2 separate regions of the Rattus norvegicus genome follow, and region 2 is linked to region 1. Evidence: chromatin contacts called from public Hi-C data. All regions are on one chromosome and are shown on one strand. The core of a region is the stretch at or near the end of the contact, and the rest is flanking DNA. Distances in the headings are between cores, read along the strand shown. Region 1 holds the start of Osbpl8 (oxysterol binding protein-like 8). Region 2 holds the start of Nap1l1 (nucleosome assembly protein 1-like 1).

Region 1 (7,351 bases), core at 1,248-3,747:
TGGCTCTGGATTCTACAGAGATGGGCTACTATGGCCGGCTAGTCACAAAGTAACTTTTTTTTTTGGTTCTTTTTTTTTTTCCGGAGCTGGGGACCGAACCCAGGGCCTTGCGCTTCCTAGGTAAGCGCTCTACCACTGAGCTAAATCCCCAGCCCCACAAAGTAACTTTTAAAAAAGATTTTACGTGTATGGGAGTTTTGCGTGCACGTGCATGCCCTGTGCCTGAGGTGGTCAGAAGGGGTGGGACTCCCTGGAACCACCAGCTACCGAGTGGGTGCTAGGAAGAGAAACAAGGATTTGCAAGAACAACAAGTACTCTTAACTGATGAGCTCATCTCTCCAGCCTCCCACAAACTAATTTTTGCTTGGTTTAGATGTTACGCATTCTTATCTTTTAGATTGTAGTCCATTAAAACTGAATTCATTAAAAAACGAAACTGGCTTTTGTTAGTCAGGATAAAAAGAACGTTGCTTCAGGTAAGTGACAAGTTTCGATCAGCTGCTAAACTGGAATGTTACCATCATCACATAACAGTAAGTTTCCTGCCTTGCACAGCCTCAGCACTGAGGAAGTAGAGTCAGGCAGCTGTCTGTGAGTTTGAGGCCAGCCTGGTCTACAAAGCAAGTTTCAAGACATCTAGGGTTACACAGAGAAACCCTGTTTCGAAAAACCAAAACAAGGAAGAAAACCAACTGAACCACAAAACAGTAAACTTCCCTTATGCTTATATGAAACACAAATATAATTTCCTCTACACCCGGGCATCAAGCCTTCACAGGACCAGGGGCCTCCCCTCCCATTAATGCCGGATAAGGCCCCTTCAGTTCCTTTAGTCCTTCCCCTAACTCCTCCATTCGGGTCCCTAGGTTTCTTAACAGAAGAACGTTTTGGAATCTTTCCCTCATTGGAACAGTCCTTCATGAGAAAATCTAATTGTTCTTCAAATGTTAACATATCTGCATCAAGATGTGTCTTAAAGATCAGTGGCCTGGCATAATTTAACTGGGCAGTAAGTTGCTCTTTCTGTGGGCAACATAATGGCCACGTCTGCAGTTTTTTTTTAGAGCTGCTATGAAGTACATCAGTAATAGGCAGAATCCTGTGGCCTATTTAAGTATCTGGATGATCCGAATGTCATCTGATTTCCTGTCAAGAAATGTAATGGAAATTGTGTAAAGTTAAAAAAGAAAAAACAAACTCGGTTCCAGAGTAGAAGGATAATCGAATAAGGAATTGAATTTTTATCACACAAAACAGCCTTGTTAGAGGCACTCAGTCCTAGTAGCTTTTCTCTTCTTCTGTATTGTAACTGGCTTTCTTCCAGTGATGAATTCTCCTTTCCTCTCAACAGGATGGGGAGGGGTTCCTGGGGTCGAGGGTTAAAAAAAAAAACACCAAGTGTTGAGGTACTAAACACACACACACACACACACACACACACACACACACACACACACAAAACAAAAACAAAAACCAAAACATCAAAATGAAGAGTTAAACTGGGCTCTATTTTCAAATTGAGAGGTACTATCAAACTGCCACGTTGTTCAAACTGTCACCAACTTCACTGTAAAACCTAATGACTGTAAAAGCTGGCACCGAGGACTCTGAACGTGACTACGAATGTTTAAAAAAAAAAAAAAAACCAACCCAAAAGCCTGCTAGGTTCTTCGCATCCCAGTGTGACTGAAAACCACATTGCAAACCTCCTGTGAGGCCAACAGCAAATTAGACACCACAGTGAGCGTGCCATTGGAAATAGGCAGCAGCTGCTCCAGACTGCTCCTCCAGCCGGAATTGCTACTCGCAGCCTCCTCTAGGCTGTTGGGCTGGAAGTGGACCCGGCCGGAGGTCGGGAGGCGGGTCCTGCCCAGTGAGCGCTTTGCGGCCTCCTCAGGTGATGTAGGCCGGGGTCCCACCTTCCACAAGGCCTCACCTCAGGGGACCCGCGGGCGGGCGGGCGGCTCTCTACCTCAGGGGTTCCTGAGGAGGAACCTCGAGGGCGCGGAGGCGAGGTGACAGCTCGCCAGCACGACGAGCTGCCAGCAGTTTCCTCCGCGCGCCCGCCCAGCAGAAGCTACCCGGGCCCGCTCCCTGCGGCGTCACGTGACGGGAAGGAGGCGTAGCCAGAGCCCTGGGCCGGAGGCGGGGCTGCGAGAGGGGCGGGCTTTGGGATGTGAAGGCTCGTGGCGGCTCGCGGCGCCCAGAAAGGCGGTGTCAGGGTGGATGACAGCATTCTGCTGCGACGCGCTCTCAGCTGGGCGGCGGTGGTAGCGGCAGTGGCAGCGGCAGCCAGCCGGGGCGGCAGCAGCGCTCGACTCGGCCACCGCCGAGAGCGGTAGCGGTAGGGAAGGAAGGGGTTCCGCCCTGGCCCGCGGGCGAAGGGGTCGGAGTTCTCTCGTTGCTCCGGGCCGAGCCCCCACCGCGGCTAGACTGTGCCCTCCATCGGGCTGGCTCGCAGTTACCGCCGTGACTGGGACCGAGAGAAGTTGGGGGGTCCCAGCGGACACTAGGGCCCCGGATTCCGGCGTCACTGTGATCCCGTTGAAGCCTGCTGCCTGCGGGCCGCCTCCTTTGGGGCTCCGCATCGGTGAGTGGCACTCAGTCCGGCGTTGGGGGGCAGCGGAGTCGTGCCTTTGGGGTGACTGTAGTCCCTCAGTCCTACGTTCCGAGCTCGGGCCGTGGGCACTCCTGGGCACCCCGCGCAGCGAGTTCCTCTCCTGCCTTTGTCCCTTTAGAGAGGGAGATTGGCAGGGCTGGCGGGGGTGGCGTGTTTTTGGGGCCCGCGGTAGGTGCGTCTGCAGCGGTACAGTGCCCAGCAGGGACCTGGGATGGGGGCGGGGGCGGCTCGGCGTTCCGGGTCCCGAGAGTCTGCCCCTCCTGAAGTTTGACAGGGCTACGCCGGGGCTCGCCGGAAGCCCCCGCGCAGGGGTTGAAAACCTATCGCTTTGTCGCTCGGGGCGGTTAAGGCAAGGCTTGGGGTTTTCCTGTGACAGACCCTGAAGAGGTTGTGCCGCGCGCAGGCAGACCGCACCCGCCTTTGCAGAGACTGTCGCGGTGTTCCTTAAACCTCAGCTTGGACGGCCTTCTTGCCACACTGGAGAAAAGGCGGTGTCTTCGCTGCACTTTTACGTTTTTGTTTGCTGCTACACTGTGGAGAATGTAATCAGGTTCCAGGGAGTTTCATATGGAGCATGCTTTTGCTTCATTGAGCAACCCACTCAAGACCGGCTGATGCGAAGCAACAGTAGATGCAGATTTTCCATTCACTAAAGTCATTTAACACTTCTTTGTGAGCGACATCTGCGTTGTGAAACATAACCTAATTTCATTTTAACTAAATGCCGTCTGAAATAAGAAGTAACTTGGGTTCCTCTCTAAACAGATGGGAAAACTTATCTGATGATAGCATATCTGCTTTCAATAACTTAATGAAGTTTTTTGCCTTTTTGCTGCTGGAAGACTTAAGTAACAGTAGTATTTAGAATACCTTGGGTATAGCAGGGCTTTCTTAAAAGTAATCTCACTGTAAACAGCCTTACATTAGTGCAGCCCCAAATTAGTGCAACTATAGGTCTTTCAAGATAACCATTTAAAGCTTGTTTTTGCCTCTTGAAGGATTCCAAAGAACAATTGAGGTATAGGTAAACTGCTTGTTACGCTTTTTCTTTCTCTTCCCTTGGGGTTTCATCTAAATTCGAGCATGCTGAGAGACTGGAATCAGTCACTTTGCTTGCTAGAACCTGTTTTGTAGTGAGATTATTAAAATGCTAGTTTTATAAAAACAGGTTGGAGAAGGAAGGGAAAGGCCATGCAATTTAAAATGCACTCTATTAAAAGTCCAACTAATTTCAAACATGTTACTCTTTCTTATGATAGCAAGGATGCAATCTTTCTCTGTAGCAAGAACGACTGCAGTGCGCTTGTTCAAAGTGTTAGCAAAGGGAATAGATGGAATTTAAGACCTTCCTAAAGCTCTTTAATTATGGAGATTAAGTTGTTGCGGTCAAATTCCATGTGAACAGTTTGAGCCACAAAGATCAACAGAGGTGCCTAGAAATGCTTGCTTAATTAAAACTGGACGTGGCTTGCCTCTTGCACTGAGTTGCGATCATTACTGTTGTGATCATGTCTGATTTGTGCAAATGGTCTTTTCATTGAGAATTGTAATTTTTATTTGCTTGCTTTTGTTTTCTCAGATAGGGTTTTGCTGTGTTACCTGCCTAGTGATGGTGTTCATCATGTAGCTAAGACTGGCCTTGGAACTTGGCAGAATACTCCTGCCTCAGCCTCCTGGCTGTCACATGTATTCCACTGTGCCTGGCTTTTGTTACATTTTTGGAGTTGGGAAACATTTCTTGGTTCTTTTTTTTTTTCGGAGCTGGGGACCGAACCCAGGGCCTTGCAGTTGCTAGGCAAGCGCTCTACCACTGAGCTAAATCCCCAACTCCTCAGGAAACATTTCTTAACACATTCATAGGATTTAGATATTTGGTAAAATGGTTTTTGCTTCTGAATTCATTTTTGAATTGAGAGTTAAGAATATACTTTGGAGATAGCTTTGCAGTCCTTTGAAATGACATTTTCTTATAGAATGTGCCATTACACAAAGATCTTTTTTTTTTTTTTTTTTTTGGTTCTTTTTTTTTTGGAGCTGGGGACCGAACCCAGGGCCTTGCGCTTCCTAGGTAAGCGCTCTACCACTGAGCTAAATCCCCAGCCCCAAGATCATTGTTTTTAAAGGACAAATTGCAAGGTTTTAGTTTAACATTGGGTGGTTTTAGTATGTTTCAACCTGGTTGGGTAATTACTAATCCATCAACGATAGATAACTTAGACAAAGAATTGATATTTAGAGGTTTTGTAACCCTACAACAGTACTCATAGTGTCATATTTTGATATTCTTATATCCAAAGTTGTAAACATGAATAACAATAATCTTGGGATGCCAGGCAATCAAAAGTATATGATAAGATCATATCTTATTCTTATAAATGAGCCATAAGAACAGCAAGAGCTTCTGAGATACTGGGTGTGGTGTTTGCTGGTGCTCTTGGGAGGTAGAAGAAGAAGGGTTACCTTGAGTTTACAGCTAGCCTTGAGATCTTCTCTCTCTCTACACAAACACACACACACACACACACACACACACACACACACACCCCACACACACATATCCCTTGTTGGAGAACCGTTGAATGTAGATGTCCAAGTGCAAGGAGATGGTGAGAAGTACTTAATTGCAGCATTGTGGTGAAGTAGGTTTCCTGTGCATGGTGCCCTAGGTAAGTAAGTGAGCTATGTGCAGATTTCCTGGCAGTATATACTAACTGAGGTTTTAGGTTTATCCTTCTACCTTAGTCTGTACTGCATATTCTCATAAAAGCATGCAGTCAGATAGACTCTAGAAGACACAATCATAGGGAGCTTTGTTCTTGAAACATGTTGTGAATCTGACACCTCATAAGGAAGAGGTCCTTCACCTGGAACTTACACTTCTAAGTTTACCTGTGTTATAGTTCTAGGAAACTAATAAGCAAAATGCAGTCAGTGACAACTCTCTAAAATAGCAACCATCCATGCTGTTCATAAGTTACTGTAGTTCTACCCACTGACTGGAGAACAAGTGGAGTGTGTGCTAATGACACTCAAAGTGAGGTGATGAAGGGAAGGAGCCGTGTAATCTGGGAACCTTCTTGAAGAAGGGGATTTTTATGATAGGCTTTGGTGGAGGTCATGTAGTTAAAGGTAACCTGGTATATTCAGAGCGTGTGTAAGACAGAATGAACCAAAATTAGACCTGGTGATACAGGCCTGTACCCCAGCTATTTGGGAGTCTGAGATAAGGGGATCACAAGGTCAAAGCCTACTCGATCTGTAGAGTGACTTCAAGATCAGCCGTAACATGCTGACAGGATGGCTTTGTCACCAAGCCTCATGACCTGGCATTTTGAGTTAGATTTCTGGTGGCAGGAGACCAGCAGCTCCTTTAAGTTGTCCTCTGATAGCCATACACAGCCTCTGTGACCCATTCCCTATAAAATAATGAATACATGCAGAACCAGAGAGCAGCCTGGGCAGCTAGCTTAAAGTAGAGGGAACTGCATGGTGACAGTGTAAGTCTTTAATCCCACCCAGCACTTGGAGTCAGAGGCAGATGAATCTCTGAGTTCAAGGCAAAAACAAAAAAGAAGAAAAGAGAAAAGGAGGTAAAAAATTGTGTTGGGAAGGGATGTAGCTTACCAAACAAAGCAGTCAAGTTTCAGTTAACAAAACAAATGTTAAACAATGTCACAATAAGCACAATTGCTTTTATGTTCTGTTGCATTTGGAAGAACTTTTCTTCTCCCATCCCAGTACTTACCTCCCCTAAGATAAGAAAATCTGCATGCTTTGTTTAAAAAAAAAAGTGAAAATACAGTGAGGATGGGTGGCACATGTGTTTAACCCCAGCATTCGGGAGGCAGAGGCAAGCCTAACTTCAAGTCCAGCCTTGTCTACAGGTGGAGTTCCTGGATAGTCGGGGCTATACAGAGAAACTGTCTTAAAAACCAAAGCAAACAAAAGTGAAAATGCAGAGTACTTCAGTTTTTAGGAATGGCAATATTACAGTTACGGAGGGAGGCTGGATTATATCTTAAACAAGTAATGTGTCCTTCAGCAAGTTCCTGGCCTTGGCTTTCTCTTTTGTAGAGGGGGATACTATCCTTACCTTGCATGGTGGTTTGGGGAATGCAATTACATGTGTTTTAAACTGCCAACCTCAGTATTTAAAATGTGGAGAAATTTCAACTATTATAAAATTATATGAAATATTTTCTTTGCATCTAGAACTTTAAATACTATTTTGGTTCATGTAATATTAATTTGGGTAAGTGCTCTATCACTGAACTATTAGTGAACTACCTAGGCCATTTTTCCTGATTTCTCGTATTTCCTTGCCTTACCTAGTTGTTTCATGGTAATCTCTTTTTAGATTCATAGTTTATGCTTTTTCTGTCTTTCTCTCTCCTCTTAAATTCTCTGTGTGGTCAGATTTGACACTGAATTTCTGATCCTCCAGTCTGGTTTTGTTGTTACAGGAATTGCCCATTCATGCCCCAAAGGTAGTTTTTCTTTGTGTAAATCTTACTGCTTTCTGATAGAAGTGAATCTTAGTTGTATTACTGCCCCTTGTCAAGATTACACGAGATGCTGGATTCCTCCTCGGAACTGTAAAGCTCCAGTACCTCTTTGTTCTTCCTGACTCAAAGCTGCATTATCTTGTGATCTTGGTAGTTTTCACGATCCATGCAGCACTCTGATGCATATAGAATGTTTGAGATAGACTTGGAGTTTTGAAATGATAG
Region 2 (7,289 bases), core at 2,633-5,132, 340 kb after region 1:
TAAAAACTTAGAAGGAGGTAGAACAATGTCAAGGAGTTTGAGCTACTATGAAAGAAACAAATCTAAAAAAGGAAAATAACAATGACGCCACATAAGTCACCATCATGCCTGGGATTTCCCAAAGGCCAAGGGAGCAAATCACCACCAATTCCAGGAATCCTTTAAAAGGGTTGATGCCGATGTGTGATGGAGGCATAATTTACCTTTGGAAGTAATGAAACACATGTAGTGGTTTTTGACATTTTATCAAACCATTTATAGTATCAGCACCACTTTGGGTGGGGGGGGGGCAGAATTCAACAATAAAGAATCGAGTACTGATTGTATAACTCCGTAGAGATCTTCTGTTTTGTTTCGTTTTCATCACTAAGAACTGATTTCAAACCATGTGTGGTAGCTCATGCCTTGAATCCTAGCACTGGGGAGGCTGAGAAAGACTGATCTTTGCTCTTCATAGGAAGTACTAGGCCAGTCGGGGTTCCAGAGAGAGTTCCTGTCTCAGTAAGTAAAAGACATAATTAAACAACAAAGGACAAAACAGAGAGTGATGTTTAGAACAGAGGCCATCTGATATCTGAAAAGAGGGAATTGCGAGTACGTACGAATTTAACTGACGAAATATCAACCTGCATTAGTTACGTTTTTAAGTGGCTGTGACAACATGCCTAACTGAAACAACGGGAGGAAGAAGGATTTATTGTGGCTCAGAGTTTGAGTGTGTGATCTGTCTCTCATGTTGGGGACAGCATGGGGACAGCGTGGGGACAGCATGGTGGCACTGACCATACTGCATCTAGTCAAGAGCTAAATAAAAGGCAGCTCATGTTGACACTCTGCTTGCGTTCTCTTTTCTATTCAGGTCGAGACAGCCTGTGCACTGATGCCACCAACACAAAAGGGGGACTTCCCACTTCAATGAGCACAAGTTAGAGACTTCCTCACAGGCACAGCCAGGCTTTTCTTCTCGGTCCTGTCATGTTGACACAAGCTGCCACACAGCTCATCTCATGATGCCTACCTAGGCTTGAGTGTTATCCTAAACGTGAACTCTATACCTTGGCAAACAGGAGGTGATCATTTGAACAGTTCTAGATTCGATCCTAGATTCCCCATATGACCTTAAACAACTTGACTCATGCTAATTACAGACATTTTGATGTTTCAGGGAAATTAATACTTAGATGTCTCAGGATCTTTCCTTTAAAAAAAAAACACCTGAAGATTCCAAAAGCTTTGTTTAGCTTTACAATAGGGTCTCGCTACGAAGCCAGGCTGGAGTAAAGTTCAAAATCCTCCTGTGGGGTTGGGGATTTAGCTCAGTGGTAGAGCGCTTGCCCAGCAAGCGCAAGGCCCTGGGTTCGGTCCTCAGCTCCGAAAAAACAAAACAAAACAAAACAAAACAACAAAAAAAAACAACAACAAAATCCTCCTGTGTTTATCTCCAGAGTTCTGGTTTAACTGGTGTGTGTGACACCGCACCCAGAGAACTTTATGTGCATTATTCCATATGGCTGCCATTTTGCCAAGAACACTGTGGGTCTTAATGTCACAAAGCATTCTTCTCTCTTGAGATTGTTTTCAGTGTGGATCCTGTAGTCTCACCCTAGGTCTTCTTCCACACGGGAAGTACTCACACTGCAGGGTAGAACTGGTTGCTTGCACACCTGTCTCTCTGGAAGGGAATTCTTAAAGCCACAGAACTACATCCATGCAGTTAACTGGAGAGACTCTGTTTAGGCTCTGATGCTGGGTTACCTGCACAGGGAGTCTGGCTTTGCCTCCAATGGACTGTGCCCTGAGACAGGACTTTGATCAGTGTGAACTCACCGTTTGTTCATCCACTTTATGGATATAATAAGAATACACCATTTTTCAGTCCCAAAGACTCACCTCTGAAGCACCCAAACAAGGGAGCACACTGAAGCATATATAGAGAGCTAGAAAAATAGTCTAACTGTACTAAGGTTCGAGAGTACCAAAGGAAAAAGTTCGAGCCCATGGTGCGTAGCACCAAGCCTGATGACCTCAGTTAGACCCCTGGGACAACGTAGCAGGAGACAGCTGACACCAAGTTGTCCTCCTGCCTGGACACTAACATACTTAGTGGGTGAGCATACACTCAAGGGTACACACATACCATAATAAATGAGTTTGTTTTTTGTTGGTGTTTTTTTTGTTTTGTTTTGTTTTGTTTTTGTTCTGTTTTAGGATTTTGGTAAACGGCTTCATGCATTGGTTAATGTTCCTGAGGACAACTAATAGGATTACAGGCACTTTGAAGTTTCAAGGAAATTAATATTTAGATGTCCTAGGACCTTTCCTTTTTTTTAGAAAACAAACAAAAACAAAAAACCAAAAGAAGCCTGAAGATTCCCAAAGCTTTGTTTAGCTTTAAGATAGTGTCTCCCTATGTAGGCAGGCCACACTAGAATTCAAAATCCTCTGGTATTTATCTGAAGAGTTCTGGCTTAACTACTGGTGTGTGACACACCACACTCCTCTTTCCCCCAGAGAACTTTGTGTGCATTCCAGATACTGATAGTTATCTTGTTGGAAATTAACAGTGACTTTTTTTTTTTTTTGCTATAGAGCCTTAAGTATTCCATGCTGTCCTGGAACCTATGTCTATGAACCTAAATTACTTATCCTTGTGCCTCCAGCTCTGTAGGGCTGCAACTCCAGCAAGTGAGGCCATTCGTGGGTTATGTGATGCCACGGTTTGAACCTGGGGGCTTCATGCATCTTAGGCAGGCGCTCTTTACCAAGTGAGCTGCATCCAAAAACCTCAGAGTAGTTATTCTTTCCCTAAAATAAGAATAGCACGCAGCCTTTTATATGCACATATTACTTTTTACCAAGTTCTTCCATGCCCGATTTCACAACAGATAACCAGATTCTCCTGTCTGTCTGTTTTTATTTCCAATGTTGCCCTATCCTACGATGTGTAATGTGTCTGAAAGACTCCAGTGTAGGCTTGTGGGAGAATGGGAATGTAAAACGTAGACAGCGCCTTAGTATTATAGACAGATTAACCTTCCACCATAAAGGGTATGTGGAAGGCCAGACCACACTTGGAGCATAGCTGTCTTATTTGTAGATCTCTGCGTTGTGGCACATACCCAAAGACTTAAAATTCAATACCTGCCTGGGCTTCACAGTGTGGTCCTGCTTAACAAAACAAAACCCCAAAGCACCAAAGACAAAAGGTTTAACAGAACAGGTGATTCGAAGTCAACTGAAAAATAGCTGCAAGATTTCATAAGCTTAAGGGTTGGTTAACTTTTTTCAGGAAGATGAAAAATTGACGCGCTGATCATTTCCATTACAAAGCTGTAAGAATACGCAAAATAGTTCTTTGCTTCCATTCAAATGAGCTAACGCAGAAACGAAGGGTTGCATATCAAGTAAACATGATGTGGAACACCCTGAAAGTTGTAGAGACACCGCTGCAGTGGTCACAAGGAAAGAGCTGTGGTTCTTAGCCAGGGTGGGAAAATGGTTTCAGAGAGGAGGGAGAAAGGAGTGCGGGGATTAGGCCTGGATGCGGATGGGAATCCCAGCCAGGCAACTGCAAGCCTAATACTAGGCTTCTGTCCCTAACCCAAGGGCAAGGAGAGCCAGAGGCGGGACGTAAGCGTCGCTGCAGTGAGATTGGGATTCCACCCTAGCTGGGAGGGAAGAAGAGGTGGGGAGCAGAAGACCGCCTCTGGCGGGAAGCCTAAGGAGCCGGGGAAGAAAGACGGCTCTGTTACCAGGCAACAAGGCCCAGGCCCGCCTCCCGCTCCCGTTGCTAAGCAACGCCGAGGCCAGGGGGAGGGCGGCGGAGCAGCCCTACGTGCTGACGCTAATTGTATATGAGCGCGAGCCGCGGGCTCTCGGGTCTTTTTTAGCGCCATCTGCTCGCGGCGCCGCCTCCCGCTCCTCCCGCCGCCGCCGCCGCCGCCGCCGCCGCCGCCGCCGCCGCCGCCCTGAGTCACTGCCTGCGCAGCTCCGGCCGCTCGGCTCCGCGTCCGAGCCTCCTGGAACGGTAACGGCTGGGACTGGGATGGCCGGGGAGCGGGGCCTGCGAGGTGTTGGGCTGAGGCCGTGGGTAAGCGCTCCCGAGGGGCAGTGCGGCCTGAGGGACCCGGAGGAGCGCCGGCGGCTGCGGGGCGCGCGGGACGGCGAGGCCGCGGGAGAGCGGAGGAGGAGGCCACGCCGCGGGGCGCCCCGGCCTCCTCGGCCTCGGTGTACCCCACCACGAGGGGATCCCGGCGAGGCAGGCCGCGGGGATGGGGGACATGGAAGGAACGGTGGCCGCGAGTTCCGCCCGCAGGGAGGGGCTGCGCAGGCCGCGGCCTCCGCGCGGAGGAGCTCGGGCACGTGGGGACCACGCCACAGGCGGCCGGAGACCCCTGCGGGGGCCCACCCGACCTCCCTTGGAGTTGGAGGAGGGGTCGCCAGGAGTACCAGCCCCCCAGACGGTCTCACTGGCTCCCTCGGTCTTCCTGGAGGAAAATGTGCTAGCGGATGGGAGGATGGAGGGACGAGCAGCCTCCACCGCCAGGGTTCTAAGGGGTTAACACGTGCAAAGCGTTCAGCTTAGCTATTTTTTTTTTTTAACAAAAGAATTGTTTTGTGTCTCACAGGTACAGTTAGAACTTCGATGGGTCCCGCGGCCGGGGTATATTTGTGGAAAGATTTGATCCTAGTCTCCTTAAACCTCCAGATGGTTCTGAGACGAAAATGAGAAGGGCTGGCTTGTTGGGGGGGGGGTGGTTTATTAGACCAACAGCGTAGTTCTTCCTTTCAGGAAGCCCCCAGGATTCAAACTAGGAATGGAGTGGAAGGGCCGCGAGACCAAGCTCAGTGCGCCACATTTCTATAAAGCTCTCTGGAGTGGCTTTGAAGAGAGGGTGGAGACGGGTCCTGTCTGGAGGGCAGGACTTCTCAGATTCAAAGGATGCCTCAGGCACCCAGGCTGTCTCCTGACTCCCAACACTTCTAATTTCAGGAGAGCCAACATAAAGTTTGCTAATTTTGAAAGTAGATGCCATCAAAACATCTTTTCAAACTTAATATCCAAAGAATACTTTGAGTTAGGGGAGTACCTAAAATTTAATTTATTTTAAAACTACAAGTAAGCGTGGGGGGGTGTTAGTGGTCTTGGGGAATTCTTATTTCTCAAACTTGTTTTCTGTTGAAGCATACATCCCAGATCTAAACTGTACGACTACTTTAATTCTAAGTCTGGATTGGAGGGATTTAATTTAGCATTAGTAAGGACTTAGACATCTGTCATAAAATCTTGACTTAATACATGTTCTTTTCAAGTCAGCGTTTAGATTATTAAATAGAAGTTAAAGACCCGTGACATCAGCAAGAAAAGTTTTGTTAGACTTATCTGTTGCAAAAAATCTGTTCTTTTTTTGTTTTTATCTTTGGCCCTATAATTGACAATACTTTAATACTGATTGTGGCACCTCACTTGTCCTTTCATCAGATTAAAAATAACACTCTTGGCAAAGCCAATGTGTCTAAAATTCTATAGTTTATCTCCTTATTTCCTTGCTTGTGTTGGCTTCAGGTGACCTAAACCAATAAATACTGGAAAGGGACTAAAAAAGAATTTGATGATGTCAAAATACATTGCTTATTTTGTTCAGTTAAAGTTCTCAAAGGATTAAAGAATCTTATTTTATAGGAATACGTGTGATCATTCTAAAACTAAGCCTTTTCTGATCTGTATCTCATACCATGAGCAGATAAGTGATTTGTCTGGGTATGAAGTGTTAACCTGTGAGGATTGGGAGGAAAGTTGGAAAAGGGTAAGGTAATTATGGTTTGCTTTACAGAAAAACTGTTGAATTGGTTAAATTCAATTCAACCTAGTTTAATTCAAGTAGCAAGTTTTTGTACGTGCTAGAGGTAAGGTCATGGGAGTGGCTGCCTTACACATCCTTTGAGACCACTGGACCATGTTACTGGGTTGACAGGAAGGAACCACTACATCTTGGGTTAGCAAGATTGGTAACCTCATTGGTAAACCTGTACAATTTGGACTTTTTTATATTCCAAAGTTTCACATTGTTATTTGTTTTTAAAGTGGAAAAGGAGCTGTAGCTTATTAATATTGCAGGGGCTGGAGAGCTGGCTTAAGAGCACTCACTGACGGTTCTTCCAGAGGACTTGGGTTCAATTCCCAGCACCCACATGGCAGCTCACAATTGAAACTCTGGTCCTAGGGCATCCAACACCCACATGGTATACAGACACAAATGTAAGCAAAACAAAGTTACAAAACAATTTTTTTAAGGATGATACTACAGGGGAACAGATTACTGAGGCTTTATGACAGGTTTTCTAATGTAGCTCTACTGTCCTGAAACTGTGTACAGACAAGACTGCCCTTGAATTCAGAGATTCTCCTGGCTCTGAAGTGCTGAGATTAAAGGCATGGCATTATTTAAATTCCACATGGATCATTTATTCAATGCTGTCAGATAGCATTAACTTTTCTTTCTTTTTGAAGTTGTCTCAGGGGTTGGGGATTTAGCTCAGTGGTAGAGCGCTTGCCTAGGAAGCGCGAGGCCCTGGGTTCGGTCCCCAGCTCCGAAAAAAAAGAAAAGAAAAAAAAAAAGGTTTGAAGTTGTCTCACTGTATAGAGCTTAGGTAGTAGTATTAACATTTTAAGTAGAAAACAGGTCTGGCGTGGTAAAAAGCTTATTTAGGGTTACTGGGTTTTTGCAGTGAAGATATACAGGTTGATTTTAAATTTTAAAGCTTCATTTTGTGTATGAGGGTGTTACCTACGTGTCTGTACCATGTGCATGCTTGGTACTTGTAAAACTTAGAAGAGGTGTTATCCTCTCAGATTGGAGTTTCCGACAGTTGTGAGCTGCCAAGTGAGTCGGCTTCAGGTTGTGCAGGGAAAACAAGGGTTCTTGAACATTAAGCAATCTCTCTAACCCCTTATATTGAGTTTTAAAAGATGGTGTCTGACTTGAAGTGCTGGACATCGGTGTGAAATTTAAAAGCACTGTCCTGGGATTTGCTGTGCGGAGAAGCTACAGTGTAGTTAGGTGGTTTTGTTTCAATATGGAGTTTGCCTGCATTGTAATTCAGTAGTGGCTGCTTAAGAGCCTTAGTGCATGTCTGAGCTACCTGTGACACATACTTGCATATGGACAAATCGTTACTAGTGAGTGAAGGTAGCTAGTCCTTTCTATGTGTACATTTGCTGTTGGGTTCTTTTTTACATGGAAGGTGGTGGTCTCAGGTAGTCATTTTGCTTGGGAGTTTAATACCTG

The links. Hi-C and Micro-C count contacts between places; a contact is called where the count stands out from the background.
Region 2: a Hi-C map of frontal cortex shows a contact between it and region 1, with 1.6 times the contacts expected there. The contact joins the promoter of Nap1l1 here to the promoter of Osbpl8 in region 1. A contact is called at or near these places in 2 of 12 Hi-C or Micro-C datasets (frontal cortex and mammary epithelial cells).

Annotation. Positions count from the first base shown.
Region 1 is chr7:48,480,762-48,488,112 of GRCr8, forward strand. It overlaps Osbpl8 (oxysterol binding protein-like 8), which reads left to right and starts at 2,498. Exons shown (of 24, transcript NM_001309455.2): 1 at 2,498-2,591.
Region 2 is chr7:48,815,667-48,822,955 of GRCr8, forward strand. It overlaps Nap1l1 (nucleosome assembly protein 1-like 1), which reads left to right and starts at 3,883. Exons shown (of 15, transcript NM_053561.2): 1 at 3,883-4,027.